Regions from separate parts of the Capsicum annuum genome. Here region 1 is linked to region 2. Evidence: chromatin contacts called from public Hi-C data. All regions are on one chromosome and are shown on one strand. The core of a region is the stretch at or near the end of the contact, and the rest is flanking DNA. Distances in the headings are between cores, read along the strand shown. Region 1 holds the start of LOC107868179. Region 2 has its middle 41 kb from the start of LOC107869802.

Region 1 (5,564 bases), core at 1,315-3,814, 99 kb before region 2:
CTTCATAAGCTGTAATTGCTCCATATCATGCCTAATCAACTCCCTTCAATACTTTTTCGGCCTACCTCTACCCCGCCTAAAACCATCCATAGTCAGCTTCTCACACCTTCATACTGGAACATCCGTTCGCCTCCTCATCATATACCCGAACCATCACAACCTCACTTCCCATATCTTGTCCTCCATCAAAGCCACTCCCACTTTCTTCTGAATAGTTTCATTTCTAACCTTATCTTTCTTGGCAAGCCCACACATTCATCGCAACATCGTCATGTCCGCCACCTTCAACTTTTGGATGTGAGAGTTCTTAACTGGCCAACACTCCGCTCCATACAACATAGTCAGTCGGATTGCCATTCCGTAAAACTTACCTTTAAGCTTAGGAGGTACTTTCTTATCACACAAGACTCCTGAAGTGAGCCAACATTTCAACCACCTTGCACCAATATGATGTGTGACATCACCGTCTATCTCACCATCCCCTTGAATCATAGACCCAAGATACTTGAAACTCTCCCTCTTCTGAATGACCTGAGAATCCAGCTTCACTACCACGTCAACCTCATGCGACAAATCACTAAACTTACATTTCAAGTACTCCGTTTTGATCCTACTCAATCTAATATTTGAGACTTAAGGGTCTGCCTCCAAACCTCCAATTTATCATTAACTACTACCGAGTCTCGTCAATCAGTGCAACATCATTAGTAAATAACATACACCAAGGCACCTCCCCTTGAATACGCCGCGTCAAAACATCCATCACCAAGACAAATAAAAATGGGTTAAGAGTCGATCCCTGATGCAACAACAACAACAACATACCCAGTGTATTCCCACATAGTGGGGTTTGGGGAGGGTCAAATGTACGCAGTCTATACCACTACCTCCGAAGAAGTGGAGAGGTTGTTTTCGATAGACCCCCAGCCAAGGACAGTCGATCCCTGATGGAACCCTGTCAAAACAGGAAAAGGCTCTGAATCTCCTCCTACCGTCCTCACACACGTCCTCACTCTGTCATACATGTCCTGAATCAACATGGTGTAAGTCACAGGCACCCCTCTAGCCTCTAAGCACCTCCACAGAATCTCCTGGAGACTTAGTCATATGTCTTCTCAAGATCAATGAACACCATGTGAAAGTCCTTCTTCCTCTTCCTAAACTGCTCTACTAATCTCCTCACGAGGTGAATGACCTCAGTAGTCGAACGACCTGGCATGAAACCAAACTGATTCTAGAAAATAGTCACGAACCTCCTCAGCCTCAACTCTACCATCCTTTCCCAAACCTTCATAGTATAACTCTCAATGCCAGACTCGAACCGAAACTCAACTGCATCAACGTCATTATCATCTTTAACCGACTTGAACCGAGACTCATATTATCAATAACATCATCAATTGCCGGACTTGAACCGGAACTCGATTATCAATATCATCATAATTGTCGCACTTGAATCGAAACTCATAACAATAAACCACTGGGTTTTAAAAGGAATTTACACCAACTCCCAAATACCAAACCAACATAATCATTAAGTATCCAATCTCCTCAAAGTCCCAAAATAAGCATTTTGAAGTGTATAACAAGCGTTATAAGTTTACTGAAAGCTAACACAAGTCTTGGCCTAATTAAAATCCCAAAATAATGGCAGTAGTACTACAACAAAAATAAAAATCCCAAAATAATTGGATTCAGCTACATAAATATTCTAAATCATTGTCCTGTTTTTTTTTGGAGAAAGATTATAATTCCCAAATATGTACACATTTCATTATTTCCCTTATAACACTCAACAAATCAATCATTAAAAAAAATTGAAACCAAAATAGACACAAGATCAAGATAATTAACAGGTAAGTTAAAGATACTAACAGAAACAGCAGATAGTAACACGACAGTAACTATAACAAAATAATAAGATAGTCGAAGTAAAGTTCAAACAATACTAAAGACTGCATTTTTAGTCCATCCAAATTCCAATGTGGCTTCTTTATCAAATCCAATAGAACCCCAAAATACAATTTTTATAGTTTATTGATTATTCCGTCACCAAAAATAAAAAAAAAAATAAAAAATCCCCTTTACTTAGACACATTTTATTCTCTAATACTTAATAACTTTTAATTAAAAAAAAAAACTTAGAGAGAAAGATTATAATTCCCATACCTATTTCATTTTTTTTTCCTTTCCAACACACAATAATCAAAACTCTAAGAAAAATTGAGGCCAAAATAGACACAAGATCAAGATGATTTAGCCATAAATTAAAAGAAAAATATACATACATTTTGTAAAGAAAAAACTAATCCAAAAAAAGCATATTAAAAAAAATGTACCTTGTAAAATTTAAAACTTAATTGGGAAAAAAAAATAAAATTGGGAGCTTCAGATAGGGGTTATAACGAAGAGGAGAAATTTGGTGAAATTAAGGATGATTACACTATTGTCCAACACGCGTTGTCTGAAGAATGGTCATATTGAAGGAATTTGGTAAAAAGACTACTTCAAGTTCTTTTGTTTGTTTATAAAAGGTGTTTGGAAGTGAGAATTTTTTCTAAAATGTGAAATTAGTAATGGTTGATCATAAAAATTATATTATTTTTGTGAAAATTATTTTTGAAAAAGTAAAAAAAAAGAAGTAAAATTTAAAAGTCAAAGCCAAATGCACCTAAAAATAAGTTAATTCAAACACTTTAAAACTTATTTTCACTTTTTTACTTCTATTTTTTTCGTATAATTTTAAAAGCAATTTCAATTTATATTCACGGTCAAACACACCACCAACTCCAACTTCAACTTTAACTCCAATTCTAACTCTGAAAAGTTATTATTTTCATGGCTATACGAGGTCTTAATTTGAGTTCAAAGGCCAAAATGACATTCTCTTAGTTCAAGTATCTCGATTTATTAAGTTTCATTGATAAGTATATTTCTTACTTAAATTATCACTATGTATTTATCAAAATACTAGTATTAAGCACGTGCGTTGCATGTGTATATCAAGTCAAGTCGTTAATCGCCAAAATATGTATACAAGAATAACAAATTATCGAAAAATAGCAACTGACTTTAAATAGAATTTTTTTTTTTTGTTGAGGTTAAATTTCACTTTTAAGATATGTACACTTTAATTGACTAAAAAGAAAATGGAAAGAAGAAGTTGATGAGACCTTTGATGATGTGAAACTTCTCATAAAATATTCCTCTTTCACAATATAACAAATTTCATTTCTTGCTCCTTTAATTTTTCTTCCAATCTTCTGCTGATTCTATATTATGTTTGCAAATTTGATTTTATAGAGTTGAAGTACTTCACTTTCTATGTAAATTAAGGATCAATATACTCATTTGTTGATATCTCTGAAAACTAATAATTTCAAAGTATCGTAAAAGAATTAATACACATTACATCAAATGCATAGACATATGAGTAATGAATAAGTATAATAATCTCGGATTACACTTTGTAATTAACTTTATTCATGAGATATTAACTAATTTCGAGACTAATTATCCTACCACTTTAGTTAAAATGGTGGGACACTATTTCATATCGAAGGCGGGATAAAATAATCCCATGTCATATTTCAACCCATGAAATATTCCTACATATCAATCTCATGTACCAAATGATCATTAAAGCATATACAATCACTAAAACTACATGCAATAAAAGATACATATTACCGCTAAGCTATCTCTCATTTGTCCATGTAGGTCAATTCTTCTGTACAATTTTTCTTTCATAATCTTACAATGTCTAATATCTATAGTCCTAATTAATAGTAGTGAGAGGAAGCCTTGAATTACTCAACCAATGAGCGTTCTTTGCAATATGTTTTACATCTCTATTTGCTTGCTTAAGTATTTTTCATCCCAGAATGATTTCAACAACTCTTTGAAAGAAGTCTTGAGCTCTTCAAAGGAATCAACGCTTGGTATGTTGAAAACTCTCTTTTTCAAAGTACAGCAAGACGGTTCGTCGGCCTAATACAAGTAACAAAGATTTGAACATGAACATAATGTCATAAGTACATGAATAATGCCAGTCAAAATAGAATATGTTGCAACGTCCAGTGGTCTAACTTCATGTAATTTAGGGTAGTCACTCGAACACCTTTCGTCAAAAAATTATATTATGTAAATTGAGAATTATAACAAAATTATTTTCATACCTATATATTAAATCTTGAACACTCTAAACGAAATTTCTAGATTCGCTACTGGCAATGCCCTACCATGTAATCTTATGAAAGACACTGTCCTACGTGATATGTAGTCTCAACAACCTTGTGGTAGTGTCCACTCTTCAATTCTCTCAGCTTTCCACAATATGGAACTCATGTAATCAAGGTTCCCACAATCATCATGATCAAGTTGTAAAGAATCTACGGAATTTAATTTAGTTAATTGAATGATACCAAACACTCAACGTAAGTCATCAATGTATGTGTAAACAACTTGATAACATGTCGTTAATGAAGCAGAAAAGATTTTTGCTGGCAACATTGATAGATGTTTTCAAGAGTAAATGACATGACAGACAAAAATTATGTATGCAATGTTTCATTGACATTTATATTCACCATATATAAAAGAAATTATTTTCATCAAGTAAAGCTTTTTTCCGCAGATAAAAGTAATTATAGTTATGATAAAAACTCAAAGCAAATCCTACAACAAAAGACTCAAAAAATTAAAAAAAAAAAAGTTAAATAGACAAAAAATACTACATAATCTATTTTTCTAAATATTAAGGTGTCGTGTAAATATTTAATGGTACAACCTATGCAGCACGAATAAAATAGTCTTAGACCTAGTTAAAGTAACACCAAAATTTCAATAAAGAAAATATTACATAATCACTAATAATAAAGCATTGTATATAAAATAGTCCTAACTCAAAAATCGAGGATATCTAAATCTAAAAAAAAAAAAGAGACATTGGTGGTGGTAATTAGTGTAAAGAAATTCTAATTCAAAAGCAAATCCTAAAACTAAATAAACAATAAATAATAAAAAGGCATAACTTTTACTGACTACTCTTAACATTAAATTGTTGTTCTTTCTCTTTTCATGGAGGATTTATTTTTTTTATAAATAGATGCGCTTTTCTAATTCTAGTAAGATTCTTTTTTCTTTTTTTTTTTTCGGTAATAGATGATGGCTTTTGGATTATATAAATAAGAGGAGCACAATATTAGTAGATTACATACTTCTAGTTGATCAACCTGGATTGATTTCAAAAATTCTGTAATTGTGGTCTATACTACCACTCATAGTAGATCTTGCACTTCTTTCAAATGTAATTCTTATCGTGTCTGCCCATAGAGCATTTCGGGCACACACTGGAGGAACTTCCAAAAGTCTTGCTTCTCCAAAAATTTCTGAGTTTGCTCCCATCTTTGCTAGTGAATCCGCCACCATATTTCCTTCTCTCTAGCTATGGCGTATGACTGAGTTCCCTAACCTGCTTAACCTGTACCTGCAATCGTCAAGGATACCATCATGGAGATCATGATTTTCATTAAGCATTTTAATTATTTTCTGAGAATCAGTGT
Region 2 (5,278 bases), core at 1,929-4,428:
TTCTAATGACTTCTAATAAGAAAATGGTTTACCAAAAATATATTTAATTAATTTTTAACTCTTAAATATTAGAAAAAATAGTGAAAAGACGATTTTGTCTAAAGCAAAGACTTTTAATGAAGGTCAAAAAGTTCAAGCAATATTTCTAAGGCCCTTCACACTTTTAATATATTATAGATTATAGATTATAGATACATAGTAGAACAAATAATTTAGGATGTATGAGTGATGAAGTAAATGAAATAAGAAGTCATATTTTGAAACCATAATCTATGGATTAAGTTGAAAAATATTATTTTCTGTTTTAACCTCTATCTTTTGTAGGAGTACTTGATCTTCTGTGCAATGTTGATTATAATTTCTATCTTGTGCCTTTAGTGTTACATTTGCTTAAGAGGACATTCTTTTACACATCAAGTAAATATTTTTAAAAGTTATGAAAATGAAGCAAAGTAAGCTGAAGTAATGAATCAATAAAATAAAATAATTAATTATAATAATATAAAACACAAGAATGTGACAATTGTTAATATGATATTGCACTATATATGATATTTATAATATTTCTATTACAAATGTATCAAAAAGAAAAAATTACATAGAAAAGAGGAAAGAAATCTAAACTATATTAGACATCTTAAATTTTTTTATGTATATGTATGTATATAAAGGAGGCTTAGAAATATGCTAATGAGGCATAATTCTAAGTAGGGGTGTACAAACCAAACCGTCAAGTCAAACCGAACCGACGAACCAAATCAAACCGAGAAAAAAACTAACTTATGGTTTGGCTTGGTTGGTTTGGCGTTATAAAATAAAAACCGACCATTCTTGGTTTGGTTTGGTGTTAACCAAAGAAAAAAGTCAAACCGAACCCAAATCAAACCGACATAATATATATATATATGTATATATATATATATATATATATATATATGTATATATATATAGTGTCAACTTTTTATACATAAAATATTAATTATAATCTACTTTTTAAATACTTTTTCAATTAGTTTTATTAATTTTCAATATTTAGAAAATACATGTAGATATATATTCAGATTTGAGTTTTTAAGTTGTAATATTTGTCCATTAATTGCTAATTACATGATACAAAACTCAATATAAACTTAAAACCTAAACTTTTCACTCCTCATCTTACTTTTTAGTTTCAAGAGAGTTTTCGGATCCTCATTTTTTCATAATTGTGGTTTTCATTAGTACATGAGTGAAAACATATTTGATCTAGTCTTCAATCTCAATATAATTGTAAAAAATAAAGATTATAAAAAAAATCAAAAAAATCGAAAGGACCGACTAAAACCTAAACCGACAAAACCAAATTTATGTTGGTTTGATTTGGTTTATAGTTTTAATAAATCGACATGATTGATTTTTTTTTTTTAATAAAAAATCAAACCAACCCGCCCTATGTACACTCCTACTTCTAAGGCCTCCATTCCTATTTTTCCCTCTTTTTTTTTTGGTATTTTTCCTTATTTTATAAGTGAATAATTAATCATATTCTATCCTATTTATGAAGTGTCATTAACTTCTTTAACAATCATATTAATTTATTGTTAATAAATTATTATATTAATCATTAATTATGAACATAAAGAAAATTAAGTTGAAGTTATGAATAAATAAAATAAATAAATAAATTATAATAATATAAAACTCAAGAATGTGAAAATTGTTAATATGACATTGCACTATATATGATATTTATAATATTTTTATTTCAAATATATCAATAAAAAATTACATAAAAAAAGGAAAGAAATTTAAACTATATTATACATCTTAAAAAAAAAAATCGATCGCATTACTATAAAACTACCTTAATATTGATTTTCATGATCATATTTACTTGGAGGAGGAAAACAAATATGTAAAAGAAAAACATTAAAAATAAGAAAGAATACCAAATACATAAGCATGAAAGAATATTTGAAGCACTAAGCTTTTAGAGAGAGAAAGACCAAACTCTTTCTAAATTTTAACACCCCCTTTGTCCTCTCACTTACCCAGAGTATGACCCCCACTCATATCCCCATCTCGATCCCACCGGAACGACCTGACACTTAGGATATACATATATCCATTGATCCTCCGGTTAAACTCTCTTATAGTGATATTGTAAAAGAGCAAATACTCTCACTGGAACAAAACTTACCGGGAATTGATTCAACCTTCAACCCCGATTCAGAGGGGGATGAAATCACTTTATCACCAGAGGTAAAAAACAGACTCTATGAACCTTGAAAAATCTCCGTCATCATCAAATTGATGGGGAAGAAATTAAATCATTCTTATCTCAAAAAGAAGCTAAACGATCTGTGAAAATTGAAGAAAAATTTTCCACTCATCGAATTTGGGACTGGAATACTATACGGTGAAGCTCTCCAATAAAGAATTATAATGACGAATCTTGCAAGAGTGACCCTGATTTGTGGCTGGCTCTAATCTGTCGGTAAGAATCTGGGAACCAAACTTCATTCCCAAAGAGTCGACCATTGAATCAATGGTCATATGGATTCGACTCCCCCAGTTACCAACAGAGTACTATGGTGGCTCTAGAGATATGATTAAATGTATAAATTTTAGAGATATGATTTATGAATAATTACTCTTTTCAAATACATTGTATATTAAAAAAAATAGTTATTCCTAACAAATATTTTATATAAAAAAACACTTGAAATATTAAAAGATATTATTATTTTATAATTAGAGAAAGATTTTCAAAAAAAATCTTTGAAAAAAAAAGGAACATTACATTGTTTATACACACACTTATAGACGGATAATTGAAAGAGATTAAAAATAAAAAAAAAACAAAAAACAAAATTGGAGTGGGTTTTCAATTCTATGTACAACAGTTAATAATTAATATAATAACTATTGACAATAAACTATTACGGCTATTAAAAAATTTAATGATACTTAATAAACAGAATATAATTAATTATTCAATTATAAAATAAGAAAAAGTATAAAAAAAACTCAAAAAGATAAGAAAAAAAATAAAAATGGAGGCCTTAAAAATATGTCACAGCAGCATATTCGTAAGCCTTCTTTATTTATTTACATATATATTACTCTATTATATAAGCCAACAGGTTGGGACTATCACAGCATAAGATGGTTGTACAAGAGGCTTTCTAAGGTATACAACAGGTCATTTTAATTTTATGCTCTTTCTGGCCCTATTTAATTGGCTGTTAAGCACGTGGAAGGGTTGATGTCCACGTATGACCAGTAATCCCTTTTACCGTATACTCAAAAAGGGACCAAAGGCTCCTCTTCCACTTCTTTTACGGCTGAGTCTTTTTGAAGTTGGACTCGATCAATTTGAAGGTTGAATTTGGTAGGACTTCTCTTCAATTTCGTACTTTTATTGTGCTTTAGGTCGTTTAATTTTAATTTTATGGTGATTTATCTCATTCTTTCTTTGTTCCCTTCTTAGGAGAAACATAGAGAAATACAATTTTTCCTTTTTGATTCTTTGTTTGTTCCATTGATCTGAAAATCTATCGGAATAAATACATGCAATCATGTCTTCAATGTTTTGGGTGTGTTTTGGTTTCGGCTGTCAACAATCCCTTCTTGGTTTCTTAGTTTGAGTTGTATGTCAGTACTATGTTATGTTTGCTCTCTGTTGTACATAGGGTGTTTAATGGTTTGCTTAACTCGACCTGCTCCCCTCTTTAATTGTGTATTCATAGAAATTTCTATATTTTAGGAGCCAACGCTGGAACTTTTAATACTCTTACTGTTACTATTAAAAACTTTTGAAAGATTATTACATTAACGAACATATGTTCATCACATCAATGTGACAAAATTTAGAGTATTTAAATTTGCATGTATAGATTACCACTAGCTAGAGCAAGGACATTGGCAAAAGGATATGTGCCTTGTTTCAACTTAACCGCAAATTGAACACAATTCCATTTGGTGTTGCTCTCAAACTCTTCTTTCCTATATTATTGTGAAGATATCTTTGGTAGACACATGTCACTAAGATTCAATATCGATCAGATAACATATGCGAAGTCCATATCATTGACATAAGTCGAGAGCGACAAAGCCTTGCAAAAGAGAATCAAATTTCAAAATCTGATTCTAGAAGATGAACAGGTACTTTCACCTATATAGTAATGCTATTTACTTTCTCTATGCATACTTACATTATTTACCTACATCTCAAAAAGCTATTGCTATAGTCCGCCGGACTCGGAAAGTAATAACGAAAGTAGCTAACACTATAGCAGATTCTACGGCTGCCACTACAGGAACCAATGAAGCAAATGATCGATATCATCCGAAGAAACAGCAAGTACTTGAAAAGGCATATTTTTGAGTTTCTCCACTCTCAACTTGTTCATTGAAATCCATACACATGTTGACTGGTAAGTTAGCTCTTAGATATTGAGTTTTAGCTATCCTGGATTTTAGGGAAGTGCTTAAAAGTTTATTTTGACATACTCGATTGTCTTAGGCTACATAACATGTTCTTGGTAGAGTCGTCTTTAGAGGAGTGATGAAGAATACTGATGATACTGTTAGTGCTAAGGCAAAGCCAAATGTAAAGGCGATGGAAGAAAGCGAGAGGTGAAGGTTGTAACAAAGAAATTATCAAGTGTCAATCCTTTCATTATTTTAAGCCTTCTTATTGGCAAGTGGTCTGGACTCTGGTGTGTAGTTGGTGAACAATGACCTTCATAATTTATTTTTGTTCTAAAATGACTTCACCTTTTCTTCTCACTTTTTGTATAGAATTCGTCAAACTAGACAGTAGTATTGCTATTTTCCTTAGTTTCTTATACTTCACTGACTTTGTCCAAACAAGTTTTCATTATGAAACGTTTCTTGAAAAATTCCATTGTAAGTGATATATAAACTTATGTATATTTTCTGGTGCATAACATCTATTCTCTTTTGTCCCCCTTACGTTACACCATTTTTTGTGTCCAAAGGCGCAGTTAAAAATTGATGGTGTTATGCATATGGCATTGTTGTGTTTGTACCCACTCTGGCCAAAAGTTGGTTGCTTGCTTACCAAAATTGAAGGCATATTCCATATTTTTCTATTTTCTTTTAGAGGTGATACAAGGCTTAACTTGAGAGTGACAAAGATGGTCTAATAAGAGATTACAATATTCTCTATCACCAGAATTCTTTGAGAAATGCTCTGAATTGCAAGCTTCAAGTGATGCACTAATATATATATATATATATATTGGAGCAAACCTTTGCTCAGGTATGTCCA

What was found. A called contact is a pair of places that touch in the nucleus more often than the background predicts.
Region 1: a Hi-C map of bud shows a contact between it and region 2, with 3 times the contacts expected there. The contact joins the promoter of LOC107868179 here to the enhancer-like site in region 2. A contact is called at or near these places in 2 of 5 Hi-C or Micro-C datasets (bud and leaf).

The regions. Positions count from the first base shown.
Region 1 is chr4:16,339,969-16,345,532 of UCD10Xv1.1, reverse strand. It overlaps LOC107868179, which reads right to left and starts at 2,564. Exons shown (of 3, transcript XM_016714789.2): 1 at 2,340-2,564.
Region 2 is chr4:16,242,336-16,247,613 of UCD10Xv1.1, reverse strand. It overlaps the pseudogene LOC107868180. Among protein-coding and RNA genes, the nearest start is that of LOC107869802, 41 kb to the right of the region's middle. Within about 2 kb of position 3,178, at least 5 of the 5 cell types and tissues checked have an H3K27ac peak or open chromatin away from gene starts, as enhancers often do. A contact at or near this core is called in bud and leaf, where this site is marked.